5 separate regions of the Mus musculus genome follow, and all the other regions are linked to region 5. Evidence: chromatin contacts called from public Micro-C data. All regions are on one chromosome and are shown on one strand. The core of a region is the stretch at or near the end of the contact, and the rest is flanking DNA. Distances in the headings are between cores, read along the strand shown.

Region 1 (2,700 bases), core at 152-2,651, 370 kb after region 5:
AGGCATCAGTTCAGACTGACAGGCGAGTCCCAATCAACTACAGAGATACTGAGACATTAAGGAACTCTTAAGGAAGTTCCATGAAGTTCTAGAATCCCTACAGAGCCGGTGGCAGAGACACCGGTACCACAGACCTGACCTCAGCATGCCCGCGGTCAGCACACTGGTGCGGTGGAACTCACCCTTCCCGCTGCCGGTCTTGGACACACCATAGTCTCGAGGGCTCCGGGGCCGAAGGAGATCGTGGGCACGTGGTGGTGGCACCGGTAGCCGAGGCAGCAGGTCTAGCGGGTTCCCGTCCCCGCAGCCGCCACCACTCACAGCAATCCTGAAGGCCATGTGCGCTCCCAGGCTGACAGGCCCGCGGCCCTGGCCAGGAGCACCAGGGGCCTCCTTTGGCCTCTTGTCCGAAAGTGCCTCGGCCACCTCGCAATGCATGGCGCCGGGGCGGGGCGCACGGCTGGGGGTCGCGCCAGGCTCCTGCGGAGGGAAGAAAGCACCGAGCTTTAGAAAGCGGGAAACTCCATCCCTAGATCACAGTTTGGGCAGTCACGTTCTATTTAGTCCTGATCTCAAAAAAAAAAAAAAAGTTAGCGTCACCACACCGACCCCATTCCCTGAGCCACCTGACCCCGCGCACCGTGGTCGTCCCGCTTTCGCTGCCGTCGCCCTAGGCCCGCACGTTCCGGAGAATCCCCTGCGCCCTCCCACCCTAATCCGCTTCCACCCAGGGTCAGCCCTCTTCAGACGAATGGCAAAACTAAGACCAAGGATAGGATGGGAGTTCCCTAAAGGGACAGGGAGAGGGCAGTAAACTAGGATGGGATGGGAGTTCCTGTCCGGAATTCCCTAAAGGGACAGGGAGAGGGCAGCAGCCTGACTCCCAGAGCAGGGTCACAGGGGAGCAGGGAAAGACTCAGATGGGTCCCTGGCTGCGCACCTCTAGGTGCCCCGGGGCGGGCTGAGCAGAGCCCAGGCACTGAACACGCACCGCCGCCGGGTGCAGACGCAGAATTTCCGCGAGCCCCGCCACTAGCCAGACACCGGGCTGAGGATGAGCGCGCACGCCCACTGCGCGAGCCCACAAAGCGCACTCGAGAGCCGTAAATCCAGGAGCCCCGGCGCCCGGGAGCCCGCACAGCCAGAGTCGCCCACGCACGCCGGCTCGCACGCACACTCGCGACCCGTCGATGCGCCCTCCGAGACCAGCCATGCCACACACCCCATTCACCGGCTCACACTCCGCTCCGCCGGCAGCCGCAAGTCTCACGCCGGAGCCTCAGCATCATTTCCAGCATCATTCCCGCGAGAGCGAGGCCTCAGGGCCCCCAAATTCGCCTCGCCCCTCGGCGAGCCCCGCGCCACCCCAGAGCTCCCGGATTCGGACGCCACTGGGTCCCCGGCGCCGGCCGCGCCCCTTCTCACCTCGCCGCGGGCGCAGCGGCTCGCGGGGCACACAGCACGGCGCGCCTCCTCTGGCGCCGCAGCCCCCGCAGCCGCCGCCGCCACCGCCACGGCCGCCGCGTCCTACGGGGCGACACCCCGGGGGCGGGGCGGCCCGCTGCTGCCCACAGCCGCTCGGGCCGCGACTCTTGGGGGCTGCCGGACCAAGCCAATGGCGGCTCGAGGGCGTGCCGCTCGCCTGGGGGCCTGGGCGGGGCGGCGCGCGCCCAGGCTGAGGTTTTGACAGCGGCCGGAGCCCTGCACGCCGGCTGCCGGGACGCCGCCGGACTCTGCGGCTGCCAGAGGAGGAGGCCAGCCGAAGGCAGAGCCAGCACAACCCGGCTTCCTCTGCTCCCCGGCGGGATTCTGCTCCTCCCCGGGTCGCGTTTTCTCCCGGGTAAATGGGAATGGCGGTACCTGCTAAGCGGAGGTAACAAATACAGAAGTGCTTGACAAGTTGTTTTGGTTTTGCAGACTCTAACCAGCTCACTTCAAGTGGCACAGATTTCACTGCAAGTCATAGCAAAGCTGGCCTTTGTCATCTGAACCCAGGCCTCAGCCCACTTTCTCACTTTACTTTCGTGTTGTTTTCTAGAAAGGGTTCATCCAGACGAGAGAGGAGCTCCGCGTTCTCCTGTACCCATTCCTTGCCATGTCCTCCGCGCTCCAGGCAGCAGGGTCTCAACTGTAGGAAGAGCCCTTGATGAGGCTTCATAGTGACTAGAAGCAATGGGTCAGCCCCCATCCCTGAAGCGTGCAAAATGGGGTGTTCGTTCATGTCTCTGACCGATTTTCTGGGGTCTACTGAAGGATCTAGGGTAGCCCCAAAATGTCTCTGCATGCTGTCAACATCTCCCACTATGCACAAAATGTTTGAGAATAGAGGACCTTAGTCTTAAACTGTGGAAGTGTGTTTCTGCAACCGGCCTGGTTCACAGACTGGGGTTCCACACAGGAAGACAACCCAAGCAGTTTCCCAGCATCTTAACAAAACAAAGATTTTTTTTTTCCAGTCACAAAAAGTTAAGATTTGCCAGGCATGCTGGCACACGCCTTTAATCCCAGCAGGCGGATTTCTGAGTTCGAGGCCAGCCTGGTCTACAAAGTGAGTTCCAGGACAGCCAGGGCTATACAGAGAAACCCTGTCTCGGAAGAAAAAAAAAAGTTTTTTAAAAAAAGATTTAATTTCCTATACCTTATTTGTTTGGAGACTTAGAAACAGCAGAAGGAATTGGAAGTACCTTGACATTTTACTTA
Region 2 (2,700 bases), core at 97-2,596, 420 kb before region 5:
CCCTTCATCCTGGCTCTTACTTCTAACCTTCAGTTTCCGCAATGGCTTGTTCTCATTCCTAAAATTCTGTTCTTGCAGTGTGCGGAGTGAGTGGTCTAACAGCCACGCCCCCACATGGCTAGCAGCCACGCCCCCGCATCGCTAGCTTTGTAGTTACTTTCAAGGACAGCTGTATACAACTCACCTTGCACCTTGGGAGGTGGAAGTGGAAGAATCAGTTCAAGGTCATCTTCAGCTATAATGCAAATTCCAGGCTGGTGAACAAGAAAACAGACCGCTGAGGGAAGCGTAGCCTGGTCCTTTGTTCTTGAAAACTAATTTTAACATTTGAATTCCTTCATCTAGCACGAGCCTGGGAAGTGCCTGAGTACAAACCTTATCTTTAGCAATCCTGGTTTCTGCCTGTGTGCTCTCACCTGATCTTACATGTAGTTGATAAAAATTAGGCTTCAGATACCCCCAGCAATCCAAGAGATTGGGCTCTCTGTCTCTGCCTTTCACCTGTCTGTCTAGGTCTCTTAACAGCATTGGCCTGGATCCGAGCAATAGTTGTATGTTAAATAAGATGGTCTTAAAGTAATGGGGGCTGAGGTTAGTTTCAAACTAGTTTTCAGAAGAAAACCTTCAACCTTTGATCCTGTTTCCACTTCCCTGTGCTCTTATAAAAATAGGTGCTGTGTTTTGTTTTTGAAATTTTATTGTGTGTGCGTGTCGTGTGTGTAAGCAGACGTTAACACTGCACTCTGTCCCCTTCCAACCAGGTTAGCAGCCTCTAGAAATATTTTGTACCGTTAATCCTCATCAAGGAGTCAAAACGTGACTGGTATCTGGGGCAAAGCCTTTGAAAATGCTTTTTAATTTGTTTAAAGCACTTAAAAATCTGGCACGTGGTAGAGCCCTGGCCTACAATGCGCTCTAGATTCCTTATCTAACTCAAAAAAAAAAAAAAAAAAAAAAATCAAGCCCTGGTGGGTGGCTACTTCTTTAATACCAGTACTTTGGAGGCAGAGGCCGGTGGACGTCTATGAACTTGGAGTTCTAGGACCAGCCAGGGCTACACAGAGAAACCTTATTTCAAAACCAAAACCAACCAAACAAAAAACAAACAAACAAAAAAACACCCCCCCCCCACAAAATACCCCCCCATAAAAAGAAGAAACAAAATAAAAATGTACAATGAGGAACGCTGTGCGTGCTATGCGAACGCCCTCGGCAGCGTGGGTCTCAGGGCGCTCGGCCTCCGAGGAGTGAATAGGAGTTGGGTGGCTGAGGCTGGAGAGCGAGGACCATTGGGCGTGCGGCGGGGGCGGGGTCGCGGCGGACCTGTGCGCGGCGTGGGGCGGCCATTCAAACGCCGGCCGACCTTCCTGAGCTCTCCTCCCGTGCCGGGCGACCTTCCTGCGCTCTCCTCCGGGGCGCCGGGGCGCGACGTCGGCGGCCGGGCTCGCGTGGGCGGCGTCGGCGTCATGGTCCATTTCTTGCATCCGTTGCTGTGGCCGCGGGCCCTCGTCCTGCCCGACGCCCAGCAGGACGCGCAGGGCCACTGCTTGGTGCAGGTGAGTGTGGCCGCCGTCCGGGCTCCGGGGCGTCCGCCCGTCGTGCAGCGCGGCCCGCGGGCGGGCGGGCTGGTGCGGGGCGGCCTCCTCCGGGCGGGCGGGCGGGCGGCGAGTTGGGCGTGACGGTTCCCTGGAAGTCGCCGGCAGGCCGGCCCGGGCTCCGGGCTCCAGGCTCCGTGGACGCCGCGTCCAGCCCTCGCGGGGTTCCTGTTCGCTGCGCTGCTGAGGAAGGCGCCCGAGTTCGAACCCCAGCCATACTGAGCCCCCCGCTGCGCGCAGGCGCCACCCCCTCAGGCTAGCCCCGCTCCTCTCCTCAGACCTCCAGCCCGCCCGGTCTCCTCAGCCCGCTCCCTTCAGATGGCCTCACCTCAGCAAGCACAGACCCGCCCCTCTCCTCAGGGCCCCGAGCCGCCTCCTCTTAGCGCCCCACGCAGCGGCTCCCCTAAGTCGCCCACCCACCTGCCCCAGGAACCGAGTGCGGAAGGCGGCGAGCCCGAGGGTGACTGGGTCTACACTAGAACTTAGTGATCTTGGATGCTCAGTACCTGGCGGGGGTGGGGTGGGGGACAGCGAAAAATACACCGGTGACAGGCAGATGTGGGTGCTGGGAACAGAGTTTCGGCCTCTAGAAGAACCCTGTGCCCTCTTTTAACCTCTGAGCCATCTCCTTAGCCCCTATTTTAATTTTATTCTGGAAATAAAATTCCACCCAAGATCAGGCTGGTCTGGAACTCACTAAGTAACTCAGGCTGGCCTTGCATTCTCAACAATACTGGGGTTACAATTACAAGCAAGTGACAGGGGACCCAGCTTCTTTCTGCTTGTCCCTGCTTACAAGACAAGCGTCTTACCAAGTGAGCTACTCCTCGGGCCTTGCAGGTTTTAACTCATATGCCTATGTATTTTTTGGGAGTTAATAAAGTTAGTTCTTTGTATATCTCCATATTTATAAAAGGAGACAACATTTGCTGAGCCATGGTGGGACACGTCTTTAATCCCAGCACTCAGGAGTTAGTTTGAGGCCAACCTAGTCTACAGAGTGAGTTCCAGGAAGCCAAAGCTACACAGAGAAACTGTCCAAAGTGGAAAAAAAGAAGTGGGGGGGGGGGGGGGACAGCATTCCCAGAACTATAACAGATTTTGC
Region 3 (2,700 bases), core at 94-2,593, 490 kb after region 5:
TAGTAAAAGAATTTTGAGAGCCAGCTGTAGTGGTAGTGCATGCCTTTAACCTCAACACTGTGGAGGCACATCTCTGTGAGTTTAAGGGTGGCCTGCCCCACATAGTGGGTCAGAAACTAAAAATGATTACTACCATCTCTTTATCTTCTGTGGCTATGGGATTCAGTTCTTTCCTTCTACCTTAGGGACCCAGAATGGGACTAGGACCATGCTTGGGGACAGCCACCTTTACCTGCTGAGCAATCCCTCCCCCCCACACACACACTTGCCTACTCTTTCAACGGGGACTGATAGTTTATATAACTATCACAGGTCATACAACTTGATATTTATATTAATATAGCTCAGGAAGAGAGTTGGTATAGAGCTGAGCAGCCTCTCGGAGTTAAAGAAGAGGAGTGAGCTGGAGAATAAGGGAACTGCACCTGGGAATAGAGTATGTGACGGGTGAGAACTGAACACAGGAGAGTCGAGAAGCACTCAGGACTCTGTGAGTGGATGTCCAGCCCAGCCTGTGATCAGGACATCTGTGAGCGGAATCCACCCAGTGCAGGGAAGAACCATCCAGAGCGACACTGGACAGCCTACAGAGGAACCGAAAGCTGGTGTGGTAGCTCATTTGAATGTTTGCCTAGCAAGTACAAAGTCCTGGGTTCAATACTCAGGACCTACAAAATCTGGTGCATGCCGGCGATCCCAGCACCTAGGAGACGGAGGCAGGAGACTGAGTAAGTTTAAGGTTATCCTAGACTATCTGGTGAGCTCGGAGACCATGAGTTAGAAGAGTGTCCTATCAACAAAAAGAGACTGGCTGCGGGGGACACTCGCTGCCGCGTGAATGTTTAGGGGCCAGATGCAGCCTGGAGATGGAAGAAAATGGAAGGGGAGCCTAGGGTTTGGGAGAGGTGGTGGGGAAAGCATTCCAGTGCAGCCGGCTTAAGGTCCCAGACAGACCTGGGTTTGAGTCCCGATTCTGTTGTTTCTCTGCTGTGTGTGCGCTCCTTGAGGCTCCCCATCTGTAAAATGGGTTCGTGAAGGTGTCTAAACCATTCTATAAGGTAGTGCGTGTAAGGAGCTTAGCGAAGAGCCAGGCAATTAGTAGCTCTTAACTGTTAGCGACCCTGCAGTCAGGGATCTAGGGATGCACAGACAGGGTTTGGGTGGTGGTGGGGGATGCTTGAGCAACAGAGGACAGGGAGGGTAGGAGATTCCCCAACTGACCCAGAAGCCCTGACGCCCTCACCTCTCAGGAAGAGGTCCAACTGTCCAGGAAAGGTTGGGGCCTGGGATGCTCTGCACTGGTAGCCGGTCAGTCCAATCCCGGAAGCCGGAGATCCGGGGGAGGGTGTTAGATTTCTCCGCCTCCTCCGGGCAGAGCACCGCCTCCTCTCTTAAAGCAAACGCGGTCACCCAGCGAAGACTCGGAAAACGCGGAAGACACCGGAGCGCCAAGTAACTCGGTGCTGAGTCCCGCCCTCTCGGTGGTCTTAAAGAGACAGGCGAAGTGGGGCGAATTCTCAGGAGTTCGGGAGTGTTTTACTCATTGTTTATACGTTTTACTTATGCAAAGAGAAAAATGAAAAAGAAAAAGAAAATAGGTCACCAGTTCCTGGTTTCTCTGGCCATGAAAACTTAACCAGCGAGGAAGGCACCATAGCAGATGGCTTGTGAATCAAAGAAGTTCTTTTGTCACTGTTCACAGAGGGCTGGCCCCTCAGCTGTACCACCTAGGTGTCTGACAGTCACCTCGAAAACAGCAGGACTTAACAACATTGGCATAGTCTGGCAAGCGACCTTGTGGTTTGCTTCCTACCTGGACCTCCAGGCTTGGAAAACTGTCTCCCCCTGCCCATAGGGGATGCTATCGTCTCCTCTGGGACTCCTGTTGCTCTGCTAATCCCCTGGGCTTCACCCTGCTTTGGCAATGCTTGCCTGAATTCTGTTTGCTTATCTTTGCCAGCCTGTGAACACTGAGAACAAAAAGATCCGGAATGGTTCTAGTCTCCGGGTGGCCAGTACCAGCCAAGGCAGTAGCATACAATTACTGTTCACAGTATTCTATCACGGACTGAAAGGGTCCCTAGACAGTTTTTGCTGTCTGGGAGGGAGCAGTGTAAACAGCAGACACTTGATTCACAGCTCATACAAGGAGACCAGTGTCTTTAGCTTCACCTGCAGGGTACTTCCAATTTGACTTCTAACATACTCTGAATATCAGTCATGATTGATAATGTTTTTTTTTCTTTTTAAAAAAAGAGTTGCTTATTTATTTTATGTATGTGAGTATGCCACTGTCTTCAGACACACCCCAGAAGAGGGCATTAGATCCCATTACAGATGGTTGTGAGCCACCATGTGGTTGCTGGGAATTGAACTCTGGATCTCTGGAAGAGCAGTCAGTGCTCCACTGAGCCGTCTCTCCAGATAATGTTTTCCTAACTGGCAAGCTGTCAGGTGTAATAACACACATTAGTTAATATAATTCATATGGAGGGGCTTTGTCTATGCAGGACCTCCAACTCTCAGAACAATGCTGCAAACCCGAGGGGGGCGCCCTTATTATATAAGGGGGTAACTGGGCTCAGAGTGCATGTGGAGCACTGTTGTTGAATGTCCGGAATGAACATCAGCTTATGAACTCAGACGTGCAAGCATGCCCAACACCTCTTCTGTCTCACATTCGCTCATTTGCTGCTAACC
Region 4 (2,700 bases), core at 44-2,543, 320 kb before region 5:
ATTTCTGTATGTGAGGCCAGCCTGGTCTACAGAGCAAGTTAGCCCCCCCCATGCACATTATAACTTCTTCTTCTTCTTCTTCTTTTTTTTTTTTTTTTTTTTTGAGACAGGGTCTCACTTTGCAGATGATTCCAGGCTGGACTTGAATTTGTTTTGAGGCATGTCCACCAGAGAACAGCACACAGACAGTCTGTTTTTTTTTTTTTTTTTAAGATTTATTTATTATTATACATAAGTGCACTGTAGCTGTCTTCAGACACACCAGAAGAGGGCGTCAGATCTCAACTCAGGACCTTCAGAAGAGCAGTGTTCTTACCCGCTGAGCCATCTCGCCAGCTCAGACACAGAAACTCTTTTTTTTTTTCTTTTAAAGGGGATAGTAATAGAGACACAGACACTCTTTTTTTTTTTTTTTTTTTTTTAAGTTTAGGGGATAGTAATATATACCTTTTTTTCCTATTTATTTATTTATTTATTTATTTATGACTGTAGCTGTCTTCAGACACCCCAGAAGAGGGCATCAGATCGCATTTCGGATGGTTGTGAACCACCACGTGGTTGCTGGGATTTGAACTCAGTACCTTTAAGAACAGTCAGTGCTCTTAACCGCTGAGCCATCTTTCCAGCCCGACACAGACACTCTTAAGGCTGAGAACAAACTTCGTATTGATGGCTCCTGGCTACAGAGGATACTTGTCCAATCATGGAAACCCACATTCTGGTTGGCACACTTCAATTAGCAAGAAACAGAACTACGGAAGCCAAAACGTAAGGTTACCACATTTAGAGACTTTCCTGTTTCCTGGAACTATGGACCAGGTCTTTGATGGATTTTGGTCTTTGTACCATTTTTGGCAGAGATCTGCCTGCCTCTTCCTCTCGTGTGGAGATATTAAAGGTGTGAACCACTAAGCCCTGATCTGACTTAATTTTTAAAAAACATCTTATCCGCACATAGAATTCTGACTTTATTAGTGTACATCGTGCTTTTTGCTCATATACTGCGTGTTGTAACTACTCTCACACATACAGAACGTCTCTAACACTCTAGAGAATCCCCACAGGATTCTGAGTTTCCTCTGAGGCCAGAGCTTCCATTTTAGGCCTTCCCTCTCTCACTGTAAAAAGAGGAAGCACAGAAACCGAGGCCTCCTTGAGAAACTTTGCCTGAGTCTAACACAGTAGGTCAAAAGAACCCATAAAGGACTTGGCTCTAGGATCGCCACGCATGCGTACATCCTCTACCCTGCCTCCTCCGGTCGGTTCCCGTAACTCGGCCCCGCCCCTGACGCTGCGGCCCCGCCCCCGACGCCTGGGGTTGGGATAATCGGACCCGACCCGGCTTTGGTTCTGCAAAGCCTCAGTCTGTAGGAGACCTTCGCTGCTGGAGCCATGCCTTCTGTCGCTTTGAAATCTCCGCGCCTGCGCCGGGTGTTCGTGGTCGGCGTTGGCATGACCAAGGTAAACAGAGTTGTGAGCAGCGAGAGATCTGCCTCTGTTATTCCCCGCAGTCCGAGGCGACAGGGAAGCGCGGCAAGGGGACGGTCACAGTCTGCGCTGCTGTCCCTCTGACCTTTCCCTCCAGAGAGGCGACCTGAGGGTGTATGATGCTGTCACTAGGGTCTCAGTATCTTGGGCTTGTTCTCTCAGTCATTTTTTTTTTTTTTAAAGATTTATTTATTTATTATATGTAAGTACATGTAAGTAAGTACATTGTAGCTGTCCTCAGATACTCCAGAAGAGGGCATCAGATTTCGTTACGGATGGTTGTGAGCCACCATGTGGTTGCTGGGATTTGAACTCCGGACCTTCGGAAAAGCAGTCGGTGCTCTTAACCACTGAGCCATCTCGCCAGCCCCTCTCAGTCATTTTTTTATTCGCCTTCCTGTTTGCTTATTCTAGCTTTTTAGTCTGTGAAGGAGCCCCCAACACAGCACAAATCTCACACTTCCTTAGATTCTAAATCCCGAGTAGGCCGGCCGGGTGGTTCACATCTCTAGTATGAGCTTTAGGAGATGCAGCCAGGAGAACTGCTGCGAGTCTGAATCATATCAAGACCTTGTTTCACAAAACAAAGCAAACCAAACCGACAAACAAAACAAAACAAACAAACATGTGGTTGCTGGGATTTGAACCCAGGACTTTCAGAAGAGCAGTCAGTTCTCTTACCCGTTGAGCCATCTCGCCAGCCCTATCTTGTCTTTCTTACCTCTAGAGCCTTGAGCTTAGCTCTAATTTACTTTGATGCACTGGGATTCTTTGTTCAGATGACTATATTCTCCTAATGTATTGCTACAGGGTGGGTACCACAATTATTTACTGCTGTATCACTCACAGTGATAAATCACTCGTGCCTAATGACAGTGAATGTTAGATGATTGATATTAAATGGATTTACTGGTGAAAGAGTTACTGTGAAGAATCTTTTTGTACTGTAAAAAAAAAAAACAAAACCCAAATTTTACATTATCTTAGTAACAGGTGAAAACAAATAATTTATTCAAAACATGTAAATAGAAAAGTTGACTAATATGTTCTAAAACTTAAAGGGCATCCCACTGTTTCTCAGAGGGGGAGCTTCTCATATAGTAAGTAGGTGGGCAGTAAAACTTTCCAGAATATTCTCTAGATTTTTTTTTAAAAAAGTATCTTATATGGCCCTGGCTGGCTTTAAACTTCTGATTCAGTCTCTCAAACTGC
Region 5 (2,700 bases), core at 17-2,516:
CTGCCACCCAGCTCCCGCCGACAGCTGAGCCACCCATCCCAGAACAAGGCCGCCAGCCTGGGGCAGGTGGCCCCATGACGGATGCAGCCACGTGCGCAGCGGAGCATGATCCCCCCCCCCCCCCGTTTCCCCTCCCCTGGTCGCCGCGACTCACGGCAGTCGTCCTCGTCGCTGTTGTCCGAGCAGTCGTTGTCCTCATCGCATCTCCACACCAAGGGAATGCAGCGCTCGTTCCGACACCGAAACTGGTCCTCTTCACACTCCTTGACTGGCCCTGCGGGGGTTGGGGGCGGTGAGCTGGGTCACTGCACAGGAGCCCGCTCCCCACCCTGCAGCCCTGGCTGCCGAGAAGTCCAGCGGGTATGGGAAAGGGGGAGATATCGGTGAGCTCTGGATCTCCAAGCACCTTAATTCCGAGAAAGGACAGGATGCCACGGGTCCTCCACTGCAGGACCGACTGATGGCACAGCGAGACCCGACAAGCGCTTAACGGCCCGTGGCTATACCCCGCCTTCAGACACATTCACCCTTACACACAACGCCAAGTCAGGTCCACACAAACCTAGTCTGCGGGAAGCCCCGCACACTGGCGACACGCACCCGGTGCAGGGGCTCAGTCCCTTCACAACCTGTCAGTCTCCTCGGCCCACAGGGGTCCCCGGAAACGCATTGTCAGAAAAGACTGTACCACTTCGCTCATCGCCGCTATGGAGCGCGCGTGTCAAATTAAACCAAACCCCAGACCCTGAAGGACTACCCCCCGCAAAGTTCACGGGCCGGGGGGGGGGTGCCCGGCGCCCATCCCCCATTAAGAGGGTGCCCGGAGCTGGGGTAGAGCTTCGGTAACCAAAACCGTGGGGGTAGCGGGGAGGAGGTCCAAGGCAAATCCAGGGAGCTAGGGTCCCCGGAGCCTCTCTATCGGGACCTCGCCGTACAGCAACCCCCACCGCCGGCCGCGCTTTGTTGGTTGGCGGCTGCGAGCCGGCCCGGGAAGCGCCGTACGCACCTTGGCCGCCCGGCAGCGGATCCGCTGCGGAGAGATGCTGAAGCTGCAGCAGCAGCAACAGCAACAGCGCCAGCGGCCGGAGCGCGCCCAGTTCTGGGCGGCCCATAGCGGGCCCGGGGCTCCGGCCGCCGCGCCCCGAGACCCCCGCGCCGCCGCCGCGCCTCAGCCCGCCAAGTCCTTGCCGCGGCGCCGGGGCTGCCGCTGCCGCCGCCGCCACCACCACCGCTGCCGCCCGCCCCGGCTCCCCGGCTGCATTTCAAGCAGGTTCGGTGACGCTCGGCGGCGGGGCGGGCTCAGGCTGGGCGCGCGGCCCCGGCCCTGGGCAGCCGCCGCCGGCGCGCGCGCTCCCTCCCGCCGCCGCCTCCGCCCCACGCTCCTCCCGCCGCCGCCTCTTCTCCTCCCCCGCCTGTCCTTGTCCCCTCCTCTCTCGGTCCGAGCCCCATGATCCTGCTCTGTGTGCGCGCAGGTGCTAAGAGCTGTAGACGCTAGGACGAGCCCGGCTAGGCTCTGGCCCCCCTGGTTTCCCCGTGGAGGTGGCAAGAGGGTGAGAGAAGGAGGCGTATGGAGGAGAGCCCGAGCTCGGGAGAAGGAGACTCACAAGCCGTTGCAGTGAACGCGCAGAGCGCGGGAAGGCTGAAAGCATTGCCAGGGAGAATCTAGGGGTGCTGGGCAAGACCTGTCATAGCTTCAGATTAGATGAGTCGCTTTCTGCGACCGTGTGCATCTGTGATTATCACTGTGTGATCCTGAGAGAGGTGAGTGTCTGGTGCACAGACTGTTATCCATATTCATCCTTCTCTGTTGGACCCCGCAGAGGAGCAGATCAAGGGCCCTGAAGACATGGCAAGGTAACCCTTGCTGCTGCAGAGAAGGGCAAGGACTGTGGAGGCCCAGATGTGTCATCCTTGCCGCCAGAGGCAGCACATCTAGTGTCTCTGGGCTCCACTAGCCTCTGCACAAAGAAGGCCCCTCCTCTAGCAGTGCGACCCCACCTCCCCTACTCTTCCTTGTCAGAAGGGCAACGCTTAGACTGGATTTCAGCCACCTGCCGGTGAGCCTGGCCCAGCAGCACAACAATCTCAGAGTGTGATTCTTGGGCACGGGTTGTAAACCAGGCCCGCGCGAGGGTGCCAAGGCCCAGTGTTAAATAGGCCCTCTCTCTTCAGAAAAAAAAAAAGGAAGAAAGAAAGAAAGAAAGAAAGAAAGAAAGAAAGAAAGAAAGAAAGAAAGAAAGAAAGAAAGAAAGAAAGAAAGAGAGAAAGAGAGAAAGAGAGAAAGAGAGAAAGAGAGAGAGAGAGAGAGAGAGAGAGAAAGAAAGAAAGAAAGAAAGAAAGAAAGAAAGAAAGAAAGAAAGAAAGAAAGGGAAAGAGAGAGAAAGCAAGCAAGCAATCGTGGAAGCTGTGATTCCTATGCCAAGCTGGATGGGTGCACAGCCCCGCTAGGTCAACAGTCCTCTCAGTCTCATATCTTCCCCCGCAAAGGGTAGCCCATGACAATAGCTATGGCAACCACAGACCTTGGGAAACCACAAGTGCATCATCCTTTGGTCACGTTAAGGCTCCATGGGTCTGGAAGTCCTGGCCACAGTGAGGGGAAGACAGACCATCAACAGAAGAAATCTTACACAGCATGTGCTGTGTGTGTTGTGCCCAAGGCTGCAGCATCGTAAATAAGGTACTTCCCCAACCTCCCGA

What was found. A called contact is a pair of places that touch in the nucleus more often than the background predicts.
Region 1: a contact with region 5 is called in a Micro-C map of embryonic stem cells, with 5 times the contacts expected there. The contact joins the promoter of Glis1 here to the promoter of Lrp8 in region 5. A contact is called at or near these places in 6 of 39 promoter capture datasets (the SN4741 cell line, cranial neural crest, embryonic stem cells and 1 more), 1 of 15 datasets of contacts at CTCF or cohesin (the NIH/3T3 cell line), 3 of 484 Hi-C or Micro-C datasets (all in embryonic stem cells) and 4 of 115 datasets of contacts at active chromatin or transcription factors (astrocytes, embryonic stem cells, epiblast stem cells and 1 more).
Region 2: a Micro-C map of embryonic stem cells shows a contact between it and region 5, with 4 times the contacts expected there. The contact joins the promoter of Zyg11a here to the promoter of Lrp8 in region 5. A contact is called at or near these places in 5 of 39 promoter capture datasets (cranial neural crest, frontonasal cranial neural crest, hippocampal neurons and 2 more) and 2 of 484 Hi-C or Micro-C datasets (both in embryonic stem cells).
Region 3: a Micro-C map of embryonic stem cells shows a contact between it and region 5, with 2.1 times the contacts expected there. The contact joins the promoter of Yipf1 here to the promoter of Lrp8 in region 5.
Region 4: a contact with region 5 is called in a Micro-C map of embryonic stem cells, with 2.1 times the contacts expected there. The contact joins the promoter of Scp2 here to the promoter of Lrp8 in region 5. A contact is called at or near these places in 1 of 15 datasets of contacts at CTCF or cohesin (the NIH/3T3 cell line) and 1 of 484 Hi-C or Micro-C datasets (embryonic stem cells).

What each region holds. Positions count from the first base shown.
Region 1 is chr4:107,433,420-107,436,119 of GRCm38.p6, reverse strand. It overlaps Glis1 (GLIS family zinc finger 1), which reads right to left and starts at 1,401. Exons shown (of 11, transcript NM_147221.2): 1 at 1,223-1,401; 2 at 183-480. The coding sequence starts at 438. Gm46866 (Holliday junction resolvase MOC1, chloroplastic-like) reads left to right here and starts at 865. Exons shown (of 2, transcript XM_030253946.1): 1 at 865-1,840; 2 at 2,039-2,343. The coding sequence starts at 1,055. The coding sequence ends at 1,687.
Region 2 is chr4:108,216,689-108,219,388 of GRCm38.p6, reverse strand. Zyg11a (zyg-11 family member A, cell cycle regulator) reads left to right here and starts at 1,346. Exons shown (of 14, transcript NM_001167936.3): 1 at 1,346-1,556. The coding sequence starts at 1,467.
Region 3 is chr4:107,313,006-107,315,705 of GRCm38.p6, reverse strand. Yipf1 (Yip1 domain family, member 1) reads right to left here and starts at 1,343. Exons shown (of 10, transcript NM_145550.3): 1 at 1,244-1,343.
Region 4 is chr4:108,117,140-108,119,839 of GRCm38.p6, reverse strand. It overlaps Scp2 (sterol carrier protein 2, liver), which reads left to right and starts at 1,293. Exons shown (of 16, transcript NM_011327.4): 1 at 1,293-1,461. The coding sequence starts at 1,393.
Region 5 is chr4:107,800,825-107,803,524 of GRCm38.p6, reverse strand. Lrp8 (low density lipoprotein receptor-related protein 8, apolipoprotein e receptor) reads right to left here and starts at 1,266. Exons shown (of 20, transcript NM_053073.3): 1 at 1,007-1,266; 2 at 155-274. The coding sequence starts at 1,112. It overlaps Lrp8os3 (low density lipoprotein receptor-related protein 8, apolipoprotein e receptor, opposite strand 3), which reads left to right and starts at 1,461. Exons shown (of 2, transcript NR_168096.1): 1 at 1,461-1,761.